Regions from separate parts of the Drosophila melanogaster genome. Here region 2 is linked to region 1. The links are chromatin contacts, called in public Hi-C maps. All regions are on one chromosome and are shown on one strand. The core of a region is the stretch at or near the end of the contact, and the rest is flanking DNA. Distances in the headings are between cores, read along the strand shown.

Evidence for each region. Hi-C and Micro-C count contacts between places; a contact is called where the count stands out from the background.
Region 2: a Hi-C map of the Kc167 cell line shows a contact between it and region 1, with 2.7 times the contacts expected there. The contact joins the promoter of ex here to the promoter of lncRNA:CR44220 in region 1. A contact is called at or near these places in 6 of 107 Hi-C or Micro-C datasets (the D17-c3 cell line, the Kc167 cell line, the ML-DmBG3-c2 cell line and 2 more).

What each region holds. Positions count from the first base shown.
Region 1 is chr2L:217,303-222,505 of dm6, reverse strand. lncRNA:CR44220 (long non-coding RNA:CR44220) reads right to left here and starts at 2,855. Exons shown (of 1, transcript NR_073674.1): 1 at 2,456-2,855. kis (kismet) reads left to right here. Exons shown (of 18, transcript NM_078717.3): 13 at 3,621-5,203.
Region 2 is chr2L:428,579-433,781 of dm6, reverse strand. ex (expanded) reads right to left here and starts at 2,555. Exons shown (of 6, transcript NM_057492.4): 1 at 1,665-2,555.

The DNA of each region.
Region 1 (5,203 bases), core at 1,606-4,105:
CCTTAGCTTTTTTTGCCTGCGATTCCGCCGTGTGTTGTTCTCTCCCCGCTCCAGGGTTTGTGTTTAGGTGCGAGTAAGTGTGCGGCAGGCTCTTGTCTCGCTTCTTTGCTTACATTACACAGTTGACACAATGTGCCCGCTGCGGCCGCTCTTCTTCAACTCGTCCATCCACTGCACACTCACAGTCACAATCGCATCTAGGTTGCTTCTGCCCGCGCCCTCCCTTGAATTGTACTCTCGCGAAGCCGAAGTCGATGCTCTCTCTGTCGCTCTCCCTTATTGCAAGTGACGCTCATTCACCTCCGAGTTGGATGTCGGTCTCAGTTTTAGCCCACCTCATTCATATTCACATTCACCCAAAACGGCGTTTGACTTAATCTCACGATTGTTTGGTTTCCTACTCTCCCGCGCTCCCTCTCTTCTGAGTCTCTCTTTCTGGCTGATTCGCATTCGATTTTAGCCGCTGCCATCGCCGTTGTTTGCCTACCTATGTGTGTGTGTGAGGAGTGTGTCTTGTATTTTAGTCCGCAATGCGCTCCGCTCATTATTTGTTTGAGCGCCGCGGTGTAAAGTTGTAAAAAGTCCAAGTGCTCGTGGAAACTCGATGCAAGACGGGGAAAACGAAACGCGATAAATCGTGAGAAAGAGAGTGCGCTAAAGGAAGAGGGAGTGATAATCAAACGAAATGGAATAATGTATTTGCAGAGGCAACAACAACAATGCAAATAGTTGTCATTGAGGCGCAATGAATGATAATTAGTGCTTAATTGAAATCAATAATCATGACGAAAGCGTAAAGCTTCGATTTTGCCAATATATTCTTGATTACCAGTGAGTCTGTGATATTGCCGTGTGTTCGAAAATGGAGGTTATTAAACCCATGGACTTCAGCAGCTTCTCGGCGTTCTGCGAGCATCTTAACAAATCTTCACAAATTGCAGCAACAACTGCAACGACGATACCGCCAACAATAAACAATGGAAAAGGCATTTATTTGGAGGTAAAAGCAAAAAATACAAATATTTCGATGCGAAATTGCAAGCATGGACATGATGCGTCTCCTAATTAAAATGAGAATGCAAAAATGCAGAGAGAATATGCAAAGAATGTGTGCATGCAGTTAGTCAAGATAAAGTGAACGAGACCCAAAAAGAGTGGGACAGACGACGAGGAGGGGGATCATTTGGCCCTCTCGCTCGTAATTCGGTCTGTAGCGAGTGGAAATACAAAACAATAAATTTAAGCCTATAAATTTCACATGAACAAAAAGCGTTCACGTTGCCCCTTTTAGGGTTTAATAGGGTTTAGGTTGGGAAGTTGTGTGCGCTTGTGAGGGGTAGAGAGAGAGAGAATTCCATGTTGCAAGTAGGTGTTATTGGTAAGGCAGGTCCACACTAAACCGTTTCAAAATAAAATTACTGATAATATAAACATAAAGAAAATTAAAAATAATTTTTAATTCACGACTGAATTGTTGTACGATAGAATCTTAATGTGATCTTTTAAATGAATTTGTAGGCCAATGTGGTTTCAAGTATTATTATTATTTAATTGATCTACTCTTAATCAATTTCTTAAAAACCACTTTGTGCAACGGTTATATCTATTTATTGCCTTTTAAGTGCACTCACTCAAATTCTTTTTTGCGCGGCTGTTTATTGCTCCGCGTTCTCTATTTTATTTACCCTATTGCTATTTACCTACCGCCGCCTCCAAGCCTGTAGCCATGTTCATAGCCAGCGGTTCTACTAATATTCATAATCAATCGCTCAAGTCGCCTCGCACTTGTGTAGTGTAAATGCGATGGTGGAACGGTGCGGAGAAAACGAGTGATAGAGAGGCGGAGTGAGTGCGAGCGAGAGCCAAATGTATAGTACGCGAGAAGGGAAGAAAGAAGAGGCCTCGAGTCGCTGTCGTGTTATCTTCTTTTGTCGTTTGTTTTTGTTTGTCCCCTTTTCGGATTTCGTTATACCATCGTTCGTAGCCTGCAAGCAATGGTTGGTTAGGAGGGGAGGGAGGCCTAGCAGTACAAACAGAGGCATGGAATCACAAGGATACACCGTATACAGAGTTGCCAACCTGGGCGCCACTTGGCATCATTTTAATTTTTGGATTCGCTCCAGGAAGGATTCCATAACGTTTTCAGTTAGGTTACGCATTTATACATACATGTATGCCAATTTTTTTTATTATATGTACATATTTAGAAAAGAAGACAAATTCGTTGTGCCCATTTACCTCGATAAAGATAGAAACTAATGTAAATTCAATCAAAGGATAGAATAACTATTTACTCCTTATATTTTTCAAATTATAACATTAAGACTTTGGAATGAACCGCATATTTGGCAGCCGTAAATCCAATGGCTGTTACTATGTTGACCCCTAGGACGGCTTACAATTTTGTGTATTTGCGTGACGTTTGCTTCTGTTTCTAGCCCTTGCAGCAGTGTGTGCCACCTATTATTTTTAGTTTAAATCGACGCACCAAACAGCGCATAAAGTAAGTGTGGGTGAGTGGGAGTGTATGAACTTCCTTGGCTGTGGCGCGTGCAATTGGTCTCACAGGATTCATTTGTTTGTCTCTATTTATTTTTGAAATCACCTTCGCATGCCCCTTACTTTTGAGCGCCATTGCTTGGTGCGGCTTGCTGGTTGTTCCGTGTTCCGATTCCACGTCGTTCTCTGTTGCTGTCGCCTTTTGGCCTCTGTCCTCCGGCCGAAGCGTTATTAGGGGTGTAAAATGGATTTTTTACTTTTATTATTATGATTTTATTGTTTTTCCAGTTTCGGTCTCCTCTCTCTTTTTTTGAGCCTTTGTCTCGCTCTTATTTTCTATATGCGCGTGTCATTCGCATTATGTCTTTCCCTTTTTGCTTTTCGCAAAAATTTGTGTGTAATTCGAAAGCCAGGAGCCTGCTATGTGCTGATGATTATAGTGATGAGGGAAGGTGTCGTAACGTGGCCACCCCACATCACCACCAACACAGTCGCGCTGTGTGATCCCAACCCCTGGGGACGCAGTGATGGGTGGTGCAATGCAAAGGGTCGTTTAAATATTTTTTCAAGCTAATTTGGAAAATATTCGTAATGAATTTGCATTGCAAAATGTGCACATCACATATGGGGTGTTCTATTTCGCTGAGCTGATATGTAGAAATATGCTTCTCTGTTGTAAAAATTTTTTGAAATATACTATTATTGAAAAGAATTATTTAAAAAAAATATAATGCTTACTTTATTTTTAATTAAATAGTAGTTAAGTTTTGATAACATTCGAATGGCCTGATTTAAACATTTTTTATACTTGCATAGATGGTTATTAATTCGATATATTTATTTATTACCAATATATTTTGTGGACATTGACGAACACCTCAAATACTTGGGGTCAGACAGACTATGTTTCGATACGTGCAGTACCTTTGTACTTTGGGGTTCTATGCTTTTTATAAAAAATTTACTTTTGGTTATTGCAAAATCAAACTAAAAATCTAACTTAAAAATATGTTAATTCTATGACTCTAAGACTTGCACCATGTTTTTGCAAGATAAAATTTATTATTGTTTTAACGAAAATATTTATAATAAATATTTTATATTTTCGGTAATTTTTACAGAAAATGGAGCGACAGGGAAAGATGGAACTGGCGGCGAAGGAGCGCGAGTCCCAACGGCTGCAGCTCATTCCCAAAAAATGGAACCGCCGGGAAGAATACGAATTTCTTAGAGTTCTTACCGGGTATGGTGTGGACCTACACGTCTCAACACCTATGGCTTCCTCTAATGGAAGTTCCCTTTCGCCCGACTGGACCAAGTTCAAACAGATGGCTCACCTAGAGAGAAAAAGCGATGAAACACTGACGGACTATTATAAGGTATTTGTGGCCATGTGTAAACGACAGGCGGGTTTAAAGCTCTCTGAATCGGAGCGCGGCTTAGAAGGTATCATCGAAGAAATCGAAAAGGAACACGCCAAGCTCATACTGGATCGCTTGGAAGTTCTTGCCAAATTGCGAGAAGTCGCTCGGAATCCCATGCTTGAGGAACGCTTAAAACTCTGCACCAAGAATGCGGATACTCCAGATTGGTGGGAGCCCGGTCGACACGACAAGGAATTGATTACAGCCGTCCTCAAGCACGGACTTTATCGCTCCGAAACCTTTATCTTTAACGATCCAAACTTTAGTTTTGGAGAGTCAGAGAAGCGTTTTATTCGAGAACTAGAAGCTCAGATTCAACGTACTATCAAACTGGAGGCTTTCAATGCTGAAAAGGCAGAGAAGTTAGCGGCAGCTGAAAAAGATGCTGCAACTGAAAAAGCTGCGGCGACTGAAAAGGCGGCAGCAGAAAAGGCAGCTTCCGTGAAGAATGAGGTCATAGACCTTGATGATGAGCTCATGACTAATGAGAGTGTCATAAAGAAAGAATCGCCGGTTACTCCCATAAAAGAAGAAATTAAATCTGAAGAGAGTCCTGAAAAGCATGATACTGCTGATAATCTCGAAGATAAAAATTCAGATGCTGAAGAGAGTACAAAGATAAAGGGTAAAGAGGATTTTAATCCAGAAACCACGGAAAAGGAAGCACTGGACGAATCTACAAATTTGAATAAGGATAAGTCTAGCACTGAAACATTGGTTCCAGAAATTGAAGATAGCAAACCTAGCGAAGATAAAATGGAAGTTGAGGAATTGCCCGTTGCCGAAAATGGTGAGAAGGAAGGTTCGCCTGAGAAATGCAGTGATGCTGAGGATAAGAAATTTTCAGAAGAAAAGCCAAGTTCCCCTGCAGTTCCTGATGGTAAAGTGTCAGAAATGGAGGCAGATGAAGCTGCCCCTAATACAGAAGAAAACTGTTCTGGGGATTCGGAATCGCCCGAAAAGGAATGTGAAGACAAGGTTGTTGAAAAGGTTGAGGAAGAGAAGGGTGAAAACTCATATGAAAAGGCTGAGGAACAAAAAGAAGAAACGGAAAAACTGGAAAAATCGAGTATAGAATCAGAGCCCTCTGAAAAATCTGAAACTGTCCTCGAACCCGAAGTAGCTGTGCCCAAAAAATCCACTGGCGACCAAGACATACTCGACCTGGTGGCTGGTCCTTCAGATCCCGATGATGACGAGGTGATGAAGGAAAAAGAGAAAGCAGTAGAAGAAGAATGCAAGAAGCAGGCAGCAGAACTTAAAGCCCGCTTTCCGGACTT
Region 2 (5,203 bases), core at 1,306-3,805, 210 kb before region 1:
CGCACCACTCTCCTCCACTGCGCACCACACCCCGCAGACGCGAAATGCCCAACTGGGCGAACGAAGGTGGTAACGGTGGCGGAGGCGATGGCCTCCACAATGAGAGCAGCAAACAGCAAGATACAAAAACAAAAAAGAAGCCGCAACGTGTGCCGCATGCCAAATCGGAGGCGTGCGAAACTATGCTGCCATAATACCGTAGAAAAATTAGCAGTCCATACAGGGTATCTTGGGTTAAATGAATGCGCTATAATACGAGTAACCAATAATTCTAAAGTTTAAGGTATTTTGATTATGGCTAGAATAATTCTTTGACCAATTCTAAGTAAAGAGGCTTTTAAGTTTTTGCCTATCTGGCAATATGTTGTTGAAACAATATTTTTTTACGAGCATAGAGATAAGTACATTTTTTTAATCCTCGAAGGTCGTTCATTAGTGTATCCTCTATATCTCTGAGCCAGCCTCGACTCCGATTGTCATTCGAAATTTGTTTAATTTGTTGTACATTTTAATTGCCTGAATTGTTCGAGGCAATGAGCAACCAGAGTTTTCAATGTTCGCACACGCATATCAACTGCGTGCAGGAATTTCAGTTTACGAAATTAATATTTTGAGTTTGTATGATCATTGCTGTTGCTGTTGTCAGCTTCAATGCAAAAGCCCATTGCCTGAGGTCAAGTGTGATGTGGAGATCAAGAGATACGCACGGAGATGGAGATGTAGACGTCAGTGCTCAATCGAAAAAACCACAAGCGAACTAAAACTACGATCCGGGGAATACATGTGTACTTGCCGAGATATAGATACGTCTGTCCGCAGATACAGTTACCCATATGTATATGATTGCCTGGTGGCAAAATCGTTTAACGATTAGCGTTTAACCGCTTAAAGCTTATCGACTGATACCCAAAGCGTGTGTTTTCACCCGTTTGTTTATCTTTCGCTGATTTACATTCAAGATGTCTGATTGCCAAGCGGTTTCTGATTTCAGCAATTGTTCCAGGGATCCCGATGGACGGTTGAAATTCCAAACCCGGGAATAACAATAGAACTCTGTGGAGCTTCCATTTTCACTTAATTGCATCGCCGTCGATCGTTCTGACAACCGTTTAAGTCGCCTATTAGCCATAGAACCTATCAAATTGACTAGCTCACTTGGAAATTGGATCCCGAGATAAGTGAAACCCTGTGCAAAGATACTTTAGGGCCGCATAGAAAATGTCAAAAAAAATTAATTAAATGTGACCGGTATTTAAAAAGTCGGTCAGGCCTACTATATAACTACATATGTATGCACATGTGAATGTACATATATATTTGACACAATAGTACTCTAAACAGCTTCCCCATTTCAATATACCCTCCGTAGAGTGTCAAGTTTGACTGACATTTGATATTCCATGGCCCGAAATGGGTTAATTGCACAATTCGCTGAATTTTTGACTCTTAGCGGGACGCAAAAAAAAAAATTTAAAGAAAAAAGCTGGCGACAACAACGAAATGTTAAACAATCGTTGGACGTTGGCGATTTTATGGTTGACAGATAAGAAATTTGCTGGCATTTGTTTTGTTTGCCGTTTTCAGGGAGTCATTAAAATTCCGGGGAAATGGCCCCATATGGGTACACCACTCTATATCTGCACGTGTATCTGTCCTTTTCTTACCTTAAGCCGCTGCAGAAGTCGGCATTGTTAATGCTGTATCTGTATCTGCTTCTGTTTCGGTTTCGCGTAATCCACAATAACTGGCTTTTTAATTTTGGTTTGGTAGTTTTGTTTAACTAAAGCTCACTCTTCGTGCACTCTTAAAACCGATCTATTGATTTGGCTATCGATAAGTGCCTAACAGTAAAATTTTCGTTTCGTTGTTGTTACTTTCTGACCTCTTCCACTTCCACGACGCGCGCTGCGACTGCGCAGTCAACAGCGATCGGGTCGCATTCCAGCGTCGCACATACTTTAATCAAAACTCACTAACACCAGAACAATTGCACACGCGGGCGAGCGCAACTGAGAGTATCTGTGTGCGTGGAGTCGTTGTTGTTGCGCGAAAGAATGCCGTTTGCTGGGTTGTTGTTTTTGCTGTTGCTGACTGCTTTATTTGTTGTAGTTGTAGTTTCCAGTGGGCAGTTGTTGTTGCGGCTGAATTTTTTCTTTTTGACCAGCACCAACTTTTCGGAGTTGACTTCAGCTTTTTTACACTACTAGTCGTAGATATTTTCGTGGTTTTAAGGCGCGTTTTCCCAAAATCAGAACTAGTTGCACCAACACCAACAAAAATCACTTTTGTAATTGAGGCGAGTGCGAAAACGAAGCGCGCTGTTTTTGTTTCAGTGAAAACCGAACTTCACTTTAAGCAACTGAATCTGTGTAGCTCTGTGTGTGTCTGGGCGATCTGGTGTGCGTGCGGTGTGCATTTAAGATCTGAAGAACAACTTTTCCGAATGTTAGGTCTCGAATAAATTCATTAAACCGAATTTATATTTCCCAGTGGAAAGCACATGCTTTGCTGTCCCGACGATCTGTTCGGTTACCGTTGACGTTTAGCGATATACTGATTTTGCCCCTGCTCAGCGAAACCGAACACAACGAAGATCGAGTCGAGATTTCGTTAAAACTTAACGAAGCCGCGTTTAACGAAAAGAGAGCCCAAGAGAGAATTCGAATTCGAAAGAAGCGCACACAGCGATACACAAACCCGATGGCAACAACAACAACGGCTACGAAAATGTAAATAGCAATAAGCAATAAAAGAAAAACAAACTTCAAAGGAGAATCCCAGTAGCCAACTACATAGTGTGTGCGTCCGTGTGAGTAGTGGAATTCCAATGGCTTATCTCGCGAGACGACGATTCCGATTCTCAAGGGCTTAAAGGATACCCTGTTAGGATAGCAGATTTAAGTAAAATGCATATGAGAATTTTAACAAAGGTACCTTTCTTTCTAATTCTGCTTTTTATCACATGCTATCTTGTAGTTTACATTGTATATTACAATTACATTATGAGTTCTATCTTTTGGCATTCACTTTTTGCCAAACTATGGCGGAAGCCTATTGGATTCAAATCTAGCTTTCAGTATCCCTGCGCTAGCCATCGATGCGACTATCTTATAAATAAACTCTCTGGGCAAAACTCCAGATACAGATGCACTGGACGAGGGAGAATCGGAATCGGAACTTGAGGGTCTGAAGACTCTGCCTCTATCGGCGTCCTCTGCTGCTACGATATCGTCACTTGGGCGCATTCCTCAGCATAATGTGAGCTTGATTTGCTGGATTCTTTTTGCTCCCTCTTCCCTCTTTTTCTCTTCTTTAGATTTCCTCCTTTTCATTTCCCCTCCTCCACCTCTTCAACCATCATTTGCTTCAAATATGCGGCATACACACGCCCCACGAAAGGGCGGGGATCAGTGTAAGCCAAGTAAGGTTTTAACCAGTTCGTCCAAGGGGCTACTTAGAAAAATCCACAGAAAACAAAATTTAGATTATATGGAAAAAAGTCTAAATGATATAAAAATCGTAACTAAACACAACCAAAAGACTATATAATGATGATCGAAGTTGTGCCCCGGTGCCAAACCCTCGCTACGCCCCTGAAGACCCGGCCAAAAGTCGAAGACTCAGAATTGGAGAGTCAAGGGGTCGGGGTCGGGTCGTCTTGCCATGGACATAACTTGTTGACTGAAGTCAGGGAAGTGGTGGGGCAGGGGTAGAAATTGGGCGAGACATTCCGGTGAGGCGGGGTTTCGATGGGAACAACTCGCACAGCCTTTGATTTCTTTGAGTGTACTTTGCGTTGTGGTGTCTGCTATACCCTGTTTGGGATACAACGGGAAGAATTAAAAAAGGTTTGTAGGTTTCAAAAAAAGTACATGCCACTCCTGGGACAAATTTTGAAAATTTCTCTATTGACAAGCCTATGGTGTAAGGGAATTTGAGTAAAGGTAGTTTGTTACCCACCGGATCAGTCTGACTACAAGAGATCTAGAGTACTTCCATCTTCGACTTGAAGCCCAAGCTTTTCATTCTTGTTTTTTTTTTTTGTTTTGTGGCTGTTCGTTATTCTTTCGTCTTTGGTCGATCGCTTGGTCGCTGGTTCTCTAAGACCGGTTGTTGTTGTTGCTGTAAGCAGCCTTTTGGGAACTACGTTCTTGGTCAATATCGTGTAGATATACATACGTTCTATATCTGTGCTTGTGTGTGTGCGAGGTTTGGAGCCTGGTCGAGGCCGAAGTTTTGAGCGAGGAGAGTGAAAAAATAAAAAAAGAACGGCCAAAAATGTTTTATGCAATTCCTTGAAGTCGATTTCAGTCTCCAGTCTCCCGGTCCAGAGAATCGCTTTTGCGGAATTGGCGCGCATTTCTGGCCTTTTTTTTTGGCAAAGTGATCTTTCAGCCAAGAGCAGCTGCCATTGATCCTCTTTCTATTCAAAATTCCTCGTGCTCTTTGCGGTCTTGGGCAGAGCCAAAGTCGCTGGCGATGATGATATGGCGAGGAGGCCAGGAATTTATTGAATAAGTTGGCATATGACGCGGGTACCAACCCACTGATGTGGATGTGGTGTGTGTTGCTGTTTCTGGCGTGTTTTCGCTACGCTTCACTGCCAGGCGATGGAACGTCGATATCGCCGATTGTCGCATACCCCTATCCCTTCTGTTAAAAGCCCTCTCCCTGTCATAGTCTGGATGAGTAAAATCTTATTGGCATAGCAATGGACCAGGCTTATTTGTTGGCCATAAAAATTTATAAATTACTGAGCAATCTTGAAAATGTTCTACCCTCTTCAAGCACTTTTAAAGCGAATGCAAGCCCCACTCAACACCCAACATTGAACACCTTATCACTCGCGATCGAGAGTATCGTAAGCTTCGATGAGTTGACGATTAGGTTTCCGCTTCGATTCGCTGTTCGATTCGATTCGCTTTGTTTTCAATTCTTTTTATTATGGTCAAATATTTCTGCTGGCCACGATAATGTTAATGGGCCGCCCCCCTTTCTCCACTTCGTGCTCAGACCATCATCGAAGAATGTATCCCAGGTATTTTTATTACATTTGTTACACTAACTCACTTCCTATTCGAATAGCTGGTATTTCGCTGTAGCTCTCTTTTTCTATCGACGAATTTAAATAAGTTTTTAGGGTGAGGAGTTGCAAAAGGGGAGGGGGGACATAAGGCGGGGTCACCTGAATGGGAGAGCAAGA